Linked DNA regions of Mus musculus: region 2 is linked to region 1. A link is a contact called in public promoter capture Hi-C data. All regions are on one chromosome and are shown on one strand. The core of a region is the stretch at or near the end of the contact, and the rest is flanking DNA. Distances in the headings are between cores, read along the strand shown.

Evidence for each region. Promoter capture Hi-C pulls out the DNA fragments that hold promoters and counts their contacts.
Region 2: a promoter capture Hi-C map of liver shows a contact between it and region 1, with 3 times the contacts expected there. The contact joins the enhancer-like site here to the promoter of Tfap4 in region 1. A contact is called at or near these places in 7 of 39 promoter capture datasets (the 3T3-L1 cell line, 3T3-L1-derived adipocytes, cranial neural crest and 2 more) and 2 of 115 datasets of contacts at active chromatin or transcription factors (bone marrow-derived macrophages and embryonic stem cells).

What each region holds. Positions count from the first base shown.
Region 1 is chr16:4,557,051-4,563,224 of GRCm38.p6, forward strand. Tfap4 (transcription factor AP4) reads right to left here and starts at 2,670. Exons shown (of 7, transcript NM_031182.2): 1 at 2,378-2,670. The coding sequence starts at 2,466.
Region 2 is chr16:4,096,892-4,103,065 of GRCm38.p6, forward strand. Crebbp (CREB binding protein) reads right to left here. Exons shown (of 31, transcript NM_001025432.1): 20 at 4,667-4,747; 21 at 2,784-2,840. Among named protein-coding and RNA genes, the nearest start is that of Trap1, 22 kb to the left of the region's middle. Within about 2 kb of position 3,665, at least 7 of the 459 cell types and tissues checked have an H3K27ac peak or open chromatin away from gene starts, as enhancers often do. A contact at or near this core is called in liver, where this site is marked.

The DNA of each region.
Region 1 (6,174 bases), core at 1,420-3,919:
TCACAGAACCATTAGGCAGAAGGTCCAAAACGTCAAGCAAAACATCAAAGTGTGCCACACTGCCCTATGGCTCCTTCTGGTTGGCCCAGAAGGCATAGGAGTCAAACAAGAGAGAACCCAGCTAAACAGGGAGGGGTGGAGCAAAGTCCACAGTCTGAAACAAACCAGAGTCCATCCACCATAAGCTCCTGCCCAGCCCACACTCCATCCAGGACAGATCTCCCAGCTGTTGCTCCAGCTGAAAATGAACAGGCCTAGAGGCTATGTTCCTCCATGCCCAGTGTACAACTGTCTCCTTGTAAGCAAGACAGGCTAAGGACCTGTGTGCCTGTAGGCAGGTTGTGGTGCCTCAATTACTAGACCTGAAAACACCCTATGTTCCTGGGGGCGGGGCAGGTCTACTGCCCTCCAGCAACACAGGTCTGGAGAAAGGGACCGAGTGAAGACAAGAGTACCGAAAGGCTTAGGCATAGCAACCAGAGGTTCCTACTGTCAAAGCCAATGCAGGACCAGCACCAGAATGACCTCTCCAGAATATGGAGCTAATCAGGCTTCACTCCCCACTCCCCAAGCCAGCTCAGAGGAGCCAGCACAACAGCAAACTTAGGAATCGAGTCCAGCTGAATATCTGCTCTAACTGGTGCCTTCTTAGCTTTATAAAGCTTCTCCAGCTTTACAAAGAAATCAGAAAACAAATGGACTCACAGCAAGATTGTAGTGATTCGAAGAGAAAATTCTAGCAAGTAGGTCCCCAGAATATTTAGTGTCCAAGAGTTTAGTTACTGCTGTTTTGTACCTGCTGGGCCCTCAGGTGAACCGTATCTTAGTGCCAGCTGGGGGGGGGGGGATTAGAGGGGGCTGCCAGCTGCTAGACCCACCAACAGGCCCTAGGTATTGGCTCTCAACTTGAAAGTAAAGTGGGATCCCTACCTGGATTTTATACCTATGCAGCAACCTGCCCCACAGGCGTTGCTGTCTACCAACCAGCCTATGCCACTCAGCGGGCTCCTCCTCCTCCAGCCCCAGCCCTGCCTGGCTGGGGTGTCGGAGCACGTGGCCCCAGCCCTGGGGAGCCATTACGCTCCTAGAGTAGCACGGCAGGCAGGAAAGAGATCGTCGGTTTCAAACTTAAGCGCGCTGGAGAAACCTCTCCTTGCGTGCACCACCACCATCCCCGCCCGGACCCAGCCGGCTTGTAGGGTTCAATGAGCAGATACCAGGGCCGGCAATAGAAATCTCAGACATGACGATTTAACAAGAGTTTAAGAGAGATTCGGCCACTGGTCAATCGCGATTTAGTAGCGAGTGGATCTGGGGCAACCTAGGTAGGATCAAGCTCACTAAGGGGTATCTCAAGAGAGACCTCCGACCACCCACCCGACCAGGAGATTCAACGCTTTGCATTTATGACTGAGGAACAGAAGTGGGACAGCAAAGTTTGCAGACCCATATGCAACAGGAAGTAGACTAGAGCCCTGAAGCAACCTAAGACGCACCCTCATCAAAAGGCCTCCCCACCTGGCCTGCTTAGCCCACCTAGTTGGTTACGGCCGAGCTTTGTGCAAGTAAAGCGTGGCCCCGAAGCGCCTACAAGTCCCACAATGCAGCACCGACCCGGCATAGAGAACTACAGCTCCCGTGAGGTCGTGCGCGCAGAGGCCCGCCTACTCCAAGAGGGCTGCAGAGTCACGTCCAGGCCTCGCTAGTAAACAGCACCCGAGCGCGGGCGGAGAACGTGCGACTAGTGACTGCCAACGTGTGGGGGACCGCAACTTCCCTGCTTGAAGCATGGCCACTAAAGGTCCACGTACGCCTCGCAACCTCGAGCGAGCACGCCCCCAACCCTGCTGCAGCCCTGTTCTCTGCAAACGTTCACACCACCCGGCTCCCCGCCCCCCCTCCCCGCAGCCTGGAACCGCGGCATGGCAGCATTGTAGCTGTCCTCTCGCACACTCCGGGCCCCCCCCAAAACGACCTCCTTAGAAGAGGGTTCCCAGAAAGCGCGAGTAAGCAAGGAAAAGGAAGGAAGCCAAAGCTGGCGGGGGGAGGAGGAAGCGCTGGGTGAAAGCCACCAGCAGCAAGCATGGCCGGGACTGCTGCAGCACCACGTGGGTCTGTTTGCAATTTACAAACGTCGCGACTCGCCCGCCTGCAGCGGACAAAAGTGGACAGAACCTCTCGGGGTCCCCACGTTCCAAGGGAAGAGGGTCCCTAGGCAACGCAAGCAGGGTTCCAGAGACTGCAGCGGACCCAGTAGCTAAGAAAGGCGAGCGAGCTCGGAGGCGCGAGCCATGCGTGCGCACACGCGCACCCGCCCGGGCGGGCTGGCCGGGGGCTGCAATGGGAAGAAGGGGTTGGGGGGAGGAGCAGTACACACCTACAGAGCCCTCCTATCACTTCTTTCTCTGTTTTCCTGAAATGTTGCAAAGAGGGCACCTTCTGAGTGGGCACCATGAAATACTCCATAGCGATAGGCCCCCCTCCTGTGCACGAGCCAGGTCTCGCGGTCAGCCGGAGAATGCAAGATGGAAATCCGAATCAAAGGGCAGCGCCGGACGGAGGTGCAGAATCGGCCGGTCCCAGATGCTGGCGGCAGCAGCAGCAGCGGCGAGGGGAGGGAGGCGGGCGGGAGGGGCGGGCGGGAGGTCTCTCCAGCCTGCCTCCCCGGGCGTGTGTATGTGTGTGTGTGTGTGTGTGTGTGTGTGTGTGTGTGTTTGCAGCTGATCAGATGTCTGTTTCAAGGCGGGAAACAGCTGGTGAAAACTCAGCACTCCCCGGCCTCCTTCCGCGGAGTAAGGAATTGCATGTAAACAAAGGACTATTTGCAGCGCCCCCCCCAGGGCGACTGGATGCTGGGGCGAGAAGGGCGCAAGCTCCTTGGGACCGACTACTACATGGGTCTGCAGACTTAACCCTGGGATCAGGAATCAGGGGTCGACAGCTGGCTGTGGGGGGACACGATGTGAATGGAGTGAACAGCGGCCCAGCTACATGCGCCACTATGGGTGATGAGGTCCATCAGCTGACAGGTTGGCAAGCGTAGCTAAAAAGAAAAAAAAAAAAAAAAAAAAAAAAAAAAAGGCCAGCCCCACCGCACGGGATCCCAGTCTGTGCAGTCCAGGGTCCGGTGAGGACTGCCCAGTGCGGGGTCTTTGCGCACCGCTATCCTGGAGGACGCGCTGGGCGGGGCTGCAGCAGCAAAGGGAAGGCTCTTTTGGGTGTGTGCTTCAGGCTTTTGCATTTTCATAATTGCCACTGCACGGAGCGGAGCAGAGCCACTCTGGCGCGCTCCCTTTCGAGCCGACCCGGGCCCCCTGGAAACTTGCGTCATAGCCACTGTTTCCCACAAGTAACTTGGGGCTGACTCTGACCACCCGCCAGCCTCCTCCCTCCGTCTTTACCCAGGTGGCTGCCTGGCCCAAACTCTGACTGGTGCTAGGAAATTAGATTGCGAAGGGTACAGGCAGGTGCGCAAGGTACCTCGGATGTTTGGGGCTGCCATAGGAAGAGAGAGCAAGTGGGAAGGAAGGGAAGGGCGGAGGCAAGCCAGAACAGCAGCGGCCCTGAGGCAGGCTGCCAGCGCGGTCCGAATATCCATTAGAGGTCTGGTGGTGGCTGCCAGGTCCTGTCTTGCCTCTTTCACTACCTTACTTTCCGACTTCGCGCGCAGCGGGCTGCAGCTTCTCATTCATGGGGAAGGCGGGATAAAACTTGCTCCACCGCCAGAGGGCGCGCTCTACAATGGGGGGGGAGTGGTGGTCTGGGGCAAGGGAGGGGACGTTTTAGGGGTGAGCTTCCGTCCTCTGACACGCCCCCACCTTCCGGTCCCGGCCCTCCCCAGACTCCTGGAGGGCTTGGCCCCAGGCTCAGGAAGCCCACGCCTGCCTCGGAATGTCCTCGCTCCAGCTCAGCGCCTTTCCCAGACCCATTCGCTGCCTTCCAAGGTTCCACCCAAATCGAGCCTCTTAGTTGAAATACTTCTATTTATAACAATTGTTGGGTATTATTAGAAAACATTGTTCAATATTACCAACCTGATCTCTAACTGTAGATGCCAGATCAATTAGCATCTAATCCCAGGGACACGTAACTTGAAAAGCAGCACTTCCTAGCCGGCTGGGCTGTGCAGTTGCACACCTGTAATCCAGAATTCTAGCGCTTGGAGATCGAAGATACGATCGTGCCTCTAAAAAAGACAAAGAAGCAAGGCGGTGGTAGCGCATGCCTTTAATCCCAGCACTTGGGAGGCAGAGGCAGGTGGATTACTGAGTTCGAGGCCAGCCTGGTCTACAAAGTGAGTTCCAGGACAGCCAGGGCTATACAGAGAAACCCTGTCTCGGGGAAAAAAAAAAAAAAAAAAAAGACAAAGAAATGGGAGAAGAAAAAATCAGGAAGGCAGGTGAAATGGCTTTATAGGTAAAGATGTTGGCCTGCAAGCCTGATGACCTGGTTTTTATTCCCAGAATCCCCGTGGTATAAAGAGAGAACCAGCTTCCACAAATTCTCTCCTGACCTTGGCATGTGCACTTTAGCATACATACATACATACTTAGAAATTAATTTTTAAAAGTTTAAAGGAAGTAAAGAATATGAAAAAAGGCAATTTCACCCCACCTCCACCCCCAGACTGGGTTTCACTATATAGCCCTGACTGTCACAGAACTCACTGAGATTCCTCCCCCCACCCCCTGCTTCCTCTGGAATTAAAGGAGCCACCACTGCACAGATGTGTGTATGTGTGTGTATGATTGTTTCACCTGTGGGTGTCTCTGTACATCAGGTATAAACCTGGTGCTCTCTAAGGCATCTGAAGAGGGCATCTGATCCCCTAGGACTGGAGTTAAAGATGGTTGTGAGCACCATGTTGGTGCTGGAAATTGAACCCAGCTCCTCTGGAAGAGCAGCCAGTGCTGGATGCTGAACCATCTCTGCAGCCCTTGGTTTTTGTTTTTTGAGATAAGAGTCTCCTGTACCCCAGGCTGGCCTCAAACACCTCCTCCCAAGTGCTGGGGTATTAGGTGTGTACCACCAGAGATTTTTAAATCCTACCACACACAGCCTCACACAGCTTTTTTAAAAAGATTTATTTATTGATTATATGTAAGTACACTGTAGCTATCTTAAGACACTCCAGAAAAGGGAGTCAGATCTCGTTAAGGATGGCTGTGAGCCACCATGTGGTTTGCTGGGATTTGAACTCTGGACCTTCGGAAGAGCAGTCTGGTGTTCCTATCCACTGAGCCATCTCACTAGCCCCCCTCACACAGCTTTATAATAGGGTCTTGCGTGCGCCCAACTGGCCAGGAAGAACGACGCTGCAACAGGATCCTTCCACACATGTTTATTGGGAGAGCTTGATTGCAGAGGCAAAGTGACCCCAAGCCCAGAACTGGTGCTGCTTATATAGGCCTAGGAGAGGCGTTCTCTCTCATCTGATTGGTTAACTTTGGTTAATTCTCAAAACCTCATCTTGGCAAAAGAACCTTTACTGCCTATGTATGTGTGGTGGCCAGCAGTAGCCAACTGCCACTCTGCAACTGCCACTCTACAATGGCTTCCCACAATCGGGGTCTTATTTAGACGTTTATGTACCCCTCTGAGCATTACCCCTGTGGTTATCCTTGATTAGCTGTGACCTTAACCTGATCCAGAGTACAGAGTGTGAGTGTCTTTGGCCCCTTCCTTCCAAAAGAGATGACATGATACAGGGAAGGGATGTGGCAGACCCACGAGGACTCTCATTCTTGAAGTACTTTGAAATGTTGACATTTAAAACCTCACATCCAAAGAGAGATGGCTGGGCAGTTAAGAACACTTGCTGGCTTGCCAAAGGACCAGAGTTCTATTCCCAGCATCTTTATCAGCTGGCTCATAGTCACCTGTAATTCCACCTGGAGGAAATTTAATGCCCCCTTCTGGCTGCCTCTGGTGCCACACACATGTGCAGACACACATGTATACAGGCACGCACATATACATGCAGATACACAAGTGCTCAGACACACATGATTAAAAATAATGCCAGCAGCAGTGATGGCTCACAGTTTGAATCTCACATCCTAGAGGCAGAACTCGACAAAGTTCTATGAGTTTTCAGACAGCTTGATCTAATAACAAGTTCCAGGCCAGGCAACATTTCTTAGTGAGCCTTTGTCTCAAAAGGGGAGTGTGTGT
Region 2 (6,174 bases), core at 2,415-4,914, 460 kb before region 1:
TAAATGGGCTTAAAAACCAGAAAAATATTTTCAGTGTTATAAATATATGCTTCTAATTTTCAGACCCCCACCCACCCACCCAAAAGCTACAGAAAGAAAAGTAGCTAGATGATAGCAGCTCTTGTCAGTCTGAAGCACAGGAAACATCTGCTCTGAGTTGGTGACAGAAGGCATTGTCTCCTGGTACCATTTATACAATTTAGCTACAATCACCTCCAAGAGCATTCTTATCACTCAAGAGCAGACTCCAATAGGAACCCTCAACACCAAGCCATCCAGGGTCAAACCTTTTGCTATTTAGTTTACTGTCTCACTGCTACTGAAATCCACATTGCAGGAAGATTTAGGGTACCAGAAAGCATCCCAGTTTCCTTGAGCCAAGCTCTTTTTAATGCCTAGTTTCTTCTTGTCCCTTCATCCTGACACACACCTGCTATATAACCATCTAGCTATGGTGTGTCCTGCTGCTGTTCTCTTTAGAAAGAGGACCCACATGGAACACTGTGGGACAGTGGCAGCATTACTTGGTTGTGACATTTCCCCTCCCCATACACTACTTGGTCATTCATGGTCTTCACTCCACCAACCAAGTGCATTACCAGTTTCTGAAGTGAGCTTGGTTGGCCTCTCTTGCTTCACCCTATTTCTACAGCTAGCCCATTCAATTCTTCCTGCCATTGTCAGGAAAAGAAATACCAAAACAGTTGTGCCTGTGACAATTCCCTCCATGACACTCCACTTACTATGAGCCTTCTACCTCACAGTATTGCTTCTTCTACCTCCAACAGGTCCAGCTTTAGTTGAGCTCTGGCTTCTTGCCTAGGTTGCATCTGAATCTCCCCAGGAGTTCCTAGAGACCGGAGACTGAAACCTTATGCTTCATGTTTCCCACACAATCCCATTCAAATGGTCTAGGGATCTCAGTTGGGGCCTCTCTTCTTCCCTCCCTCTCTTTCTGTAGAAACAGGATCTTGGCCATCCTGCCCCAGCTTCTCAACTGTTGAGAGTACAGGGGAGTACCACCATACCCTGCTTTAGAGGTGGTCTTTCTACACTGCAATCAAAGCTGCTCCTCAAAACATGTGGTTAAATTCATTAAGTGCCCCCATCACCACATCCCATGAGAGTAGATCTTTACACTCAGGCTTGACTGGCCAATCAATTCTGCGGCATGTATGTTTTGAGTATCTTGTTTCTTTCCTCCCTTTATGTTAAGAATATTATGCCCTTCTCTTAGTGGACTCCAACCAAGAGAGGTCAACCAAGCTCACTTCAGAAACTGGTGATGCACTTGGTTGATGGAGTGAAGACCATGAATGACCAAGTAGTGTATGGGGAGGAGACCTCATCATGACTTTAGCTGGTTGTCACAACCAAGTAATGCCGCCACTGTCCCACAGTGTTCCATGTGGGTCCTCTTTCTAATCACGGACTCCAGGAGACCAACCCCAATGGTGACACTGCTGTGCCAACACTAAATTAAAAGTCTTCACCTATGGAACCAAGGACACTGTGCCTCTTGCTGCCTGCATTCATCTGTTGCTACAAAAAGAAACTTAAAACCCACACAAAAAGGGCTGGAGAGATGATTCAGGGGTGAAGAACACTGGACCCAAGTTCACCTCCTCCCAATAAACATAGCCAGCTGTAACTCTGATACCCCATTTTCGCCACCAAGGGCACCAGGCACACATGTCCTGTATATAGATACATTTAAGCAAACGATACATATAAAATACATCATTAACATGGGGGTGGTAGATAGGCTTGGGGGATGACAACAACATGACAACATAACACGGTGACTCAGAAACAAAACTGAATTTTCACTAAAGGTCCAAGTGTGTGTCGTGGGAACTCCACACACACCAGCATTCATTATATAGTTATATATAATTCTGTCCCTAGGTATCAGATAGGATGGAGGAAGTAACCTTCCTGAAGGAAATGCAGCGTGGATGGAGAGTCAGCATATTCCATTATAGCAATTGACCTCTCTGGATCTGGGAGATTTGGGGCCAAGAGAACAAAGTAATTACTGCTAGGTTCAGATCTGTCCTGAGCTATAAAAGCCATTTCTGCTCCCTTTCTGCAGCTTTAGGTTTTATTCTAAGTCACATACAAAAACTTTCTAAGTTGGACATATGAATGATATAGTATAGTACATGGTATCTGACACTTGTACACACCATGTACAATTTGTGGACATCAACATTTGCAAATGAAGCCATGCTCCTGAGTGAAGACAGTGGCACAAGACAGATTTTTAGATGGTGGACCCAAGATGTTTTCATTTTGGAATTTCTCTGGGATGATATTAGCACTTCAAGTTACTGCCTCTGTTTGTTACAGAGTAACCCTGAGCAGTCCTTAAAGATGCCTATGACCAGACTCTTGGGATGTCCAAAAAGAACTAAAACACCCACATAATCTTATCACTATTAAAATCCAGCAATAGGAGAATATGTTAGAGAAATCTACTTTGAATTTTAGATAACTTCCCAAAAGAAACCCCACTTTTATTATCCCATAATCTAATCACAGGTAATAACTTTCCTCATCTAAGATTCAAGGTAAAAAAAAAAGCCAGGTAGAGTAATGCAGACTTTTAATCCCATCACTCTTCAAGGTAAAGGCAATTTAGGATAACCAGAGACACAAAGAGGGAACCTATCTCAAAAACAAAGAAAAGAAAGAATAGAAAAACAAACAACAAAAGGTAGGTGTGTGTGTGTGTGTGTGTGTGTGTGTGTGTGTGTGTGTGTGTGTGTGTGTATACTCACGGTTCAGGATCTAAGGTATCATTTTTCTTCTTTTCAAATTGATCCTTGGAAATTGTCCTTATTTAAAAGAAAAAGAAAAATCTTTATTGACTCACATATATTTCTATACAAACTTTTTTTTTCCTAAAAATATGTTTCAAAAAACTATTAGCTTTACTCTAAAATTTAATTAAGACTCATCAGAATATGATGGCAAAATTGTGTTGAGATTTAAACATGTTTATTTTCATCAAGTTCATATGGTGCTAAGTTGAACTAAGACCACAGTGGAATGGCAACATACCCTCAATGCAAGGTGAGCATCCACTGAGGATATCCCATTTTGGAAGGGTGGATTATTTGGGTTTCAATTGAGTGTATGTGAACTACTTCTGTTGTATGCAATTATATAACTTTTTTTTTTTTGATGGTTGTTTCTTGAGGAAAAAAAAGGAGTACTTACGTGTGTGTGTGTGTGTGTGTGTGTGTGTGTGTACATGTATGCCACAGTGCTTGTGTGGAGATCAGGGAACAGTTTTGTCAAGTTGTTGGTTCTCTCCTTCCACCTTCATGTAGGTACAGGGATAAATTTCAGGTTGCCAGGCTTGCAAGGAAAGTACCTGTACCTATCAATTCATCGCACTGCCCCCTTTCTGCAGCTTTAGGTTTTATTCTAAGTCACATACAAAAACTTTCTAAGTTGGACATATGAATAGTATAGTACATGGTATCTGACACTTGTGCACACTGTGTACTCTTAAGTTAGACTAAACATACTAACCATCTCCAATACTTGGGGGAGGTGTGCAGAAAAACATTCAAACTCCTTCCTTGTAGGCTTTCTGAAATGTACAACACATAACTGCTATCTACAGTCACCATACTGTTCAAGAGGACTCCATAGCTTTTGCCAGTATCTAAGTGAACCTTAGCACTTATTGATCAGCCTTCTCCCATTCCTACCACCACCAATTCAATGATTAACTCCAATTAGACCAAAGAAATAAGATGACAAGGGTAACAGATTATTTCTGGAGCATAGATTTCCTGCTTTTTGAGACATAGTAACTCTGGAGCCAGACGTCCAACATGGACGATTAGGGAACTTAGTAGTAGAAAAAGAGAAACATAAAATGCCCAGCAGGCTAAAGGCAGATGTGCAGGCCAGCAGGCCTTTGGGTATTTCACAAAAGTCAAGTACACACTGTGGTTCTCAATTCTCTTGTTATGGTTTGGTTACACTGACACTCAAAAAGAACATTATCATAAGGTAAGCAGAGAAATGTAGGAATGAGTTAACATACATGCTGGATGCACCGACGTAGCAGACTCAGACCACCAGCAAGGCATGAGATATATATATATATATATATATATATATATTTTTTTTTTTACATTTACTAGAAAATGTGAATAGGGAATTTGAATCTAACCTGCATTAGCTCAGTTGCTTAAAAAGACCATAGGTTTAAAAGGTTCAGTATAACACCAAAAGTTTGGGTTTTTTTTTTTTTAAAGGTGGTGGTGGTGATATGTATATAATTTATTTTCTGTGAATAAGGCTGCCTGGCTTCTTAGATATAACTTGAGGTTGAACATTTTTTCAAGCAAAGGTTACCCATCACCCTGAAAAAAATCTATTTGTCAGTGAGATATATGAAGGTCAAGGACTAACTGAACTAATCCTGCCTCGAATGGAACAAGATGGAGAATCAGTGTTGCTGTTTGGCTGACACCTACACCTTGAAGTACAAGTATCTGTGTTCATGCAACCAGTTTATATTTAATGTGGGTATAGTCAATGTGAAGAAAAAGAAAACACAAATTGTACAAAACTCAAAATGGTACATTCTAGCTTCTTCTTTAGTCATGAACATAAGGAAGGATGACAAGATCATACTTACGTCTGAGGTTGGGAAGGGTCGTCACCCAGGGTCACATTCTCGCCCTGGATCTCTGTGAAACACTTCTCACAGAAATGATACCTGTCAGCAAGAAGGCCATACTTGGGTGAACTGGTCCATCACAACATACAGCCACCCAAGCAACGAAGCCACCAATCAGAGCAGGGCAGAGCACCACGACGAAGGGGGGGCGTTGTTGGTTGATTGATGGGTCAGTGAGGACAATGGAAGGAACAGGGGCAGGTGGGGAAGGGCAGAATTAGAGAACAGGGAAGGGGACAAATAGCACAGACACAGAGGTAAGACGCAAACACCAGACAACACAGAGCAGAAAGCCAAGGCAAAGCATTGATTAGCATTCGGTCTCATTGCACGCATCATAGGCCATCATCACTAACAACGACAGGTTTGATCCGGCTCCAAAATGCAAATGCTTTCAAGAAGTGAATACTAGGATTGCATGGAGCCTAAATTTAGAAATCTGAATTTTGTTATAAAAATCAAATATTGAGCCAGGGTTTAAAATAGAAAATTTTTCTTTCAACAACAGGATGATAAAAAAGCCTTTAAAAAGCAAGTTAAACTGGAATAGCTTTAGTTTTCAAAATGGAAATTTTATGCTTGACAGCATCAGAAGTTTTATTTCCAGTATTAAGCCAGATCTTTCAATGTGTGACAATGTTGAGCACCCAGAACCATTTTTTGTAGTTGTTATTTTTCTTATATCAATCACTGAGTTAATAATTATGTTACAATACAAATGAAACCAAATCCATATTCTAGACAAACACTTAACAGAAATGCAGTCAGGGTCAAAGACTTTCCAGCCATTTATTAATAAAGATATACAGAGAAAAACTGTGATATATTGTATAAACAATACAATATATACAAACCCACAAACAATTTTGAAATGTTTTGATTCATTTCTAAGCTTTGATATGAATGTTGGTACTGGGACCAATCATTCATCTTGAGATAATGGCGAATGACTGTTCTGACTTGGTAACAACCCAAGTTAAGCAAATTTAGAGAGTTAATCTTTAAATAGCACAATCTGCATTTGAAAAATTCTCCATCATCCCAATTTCTTATATGATAATAATATAGAGCCTGGGCTCATGCTGGTAAGTGAATACAATTAAAAATAAAGACTATTAAATGTTTGGAAAGGACATGAATGAGAAGTTAACAAAAAGCAGGTGGATTCTCCATAAAACAAGATGAGCACACAAAAATACTATAAAATAAACAAGCTGAGTGGAGGTAAATTACACAGGAAAAAGATGAGCATAAGCTAGCAGCAGCAGTACAATCAAATGCAGGGTTAGCTCAAAACTACTACATCTACAAGGTGCCAAGGAGGATTAGTATTAGAGACACTGATGAGACTTAAGAGTGCTGAGCTGAGCCCCAGTGCAGAGTGAGATGCAGTAACTGTGCTCACTCAATGCCTCATTCACCACTCACCGGCATGCTCATACACTCCTTTAACCACTCACTCAGCT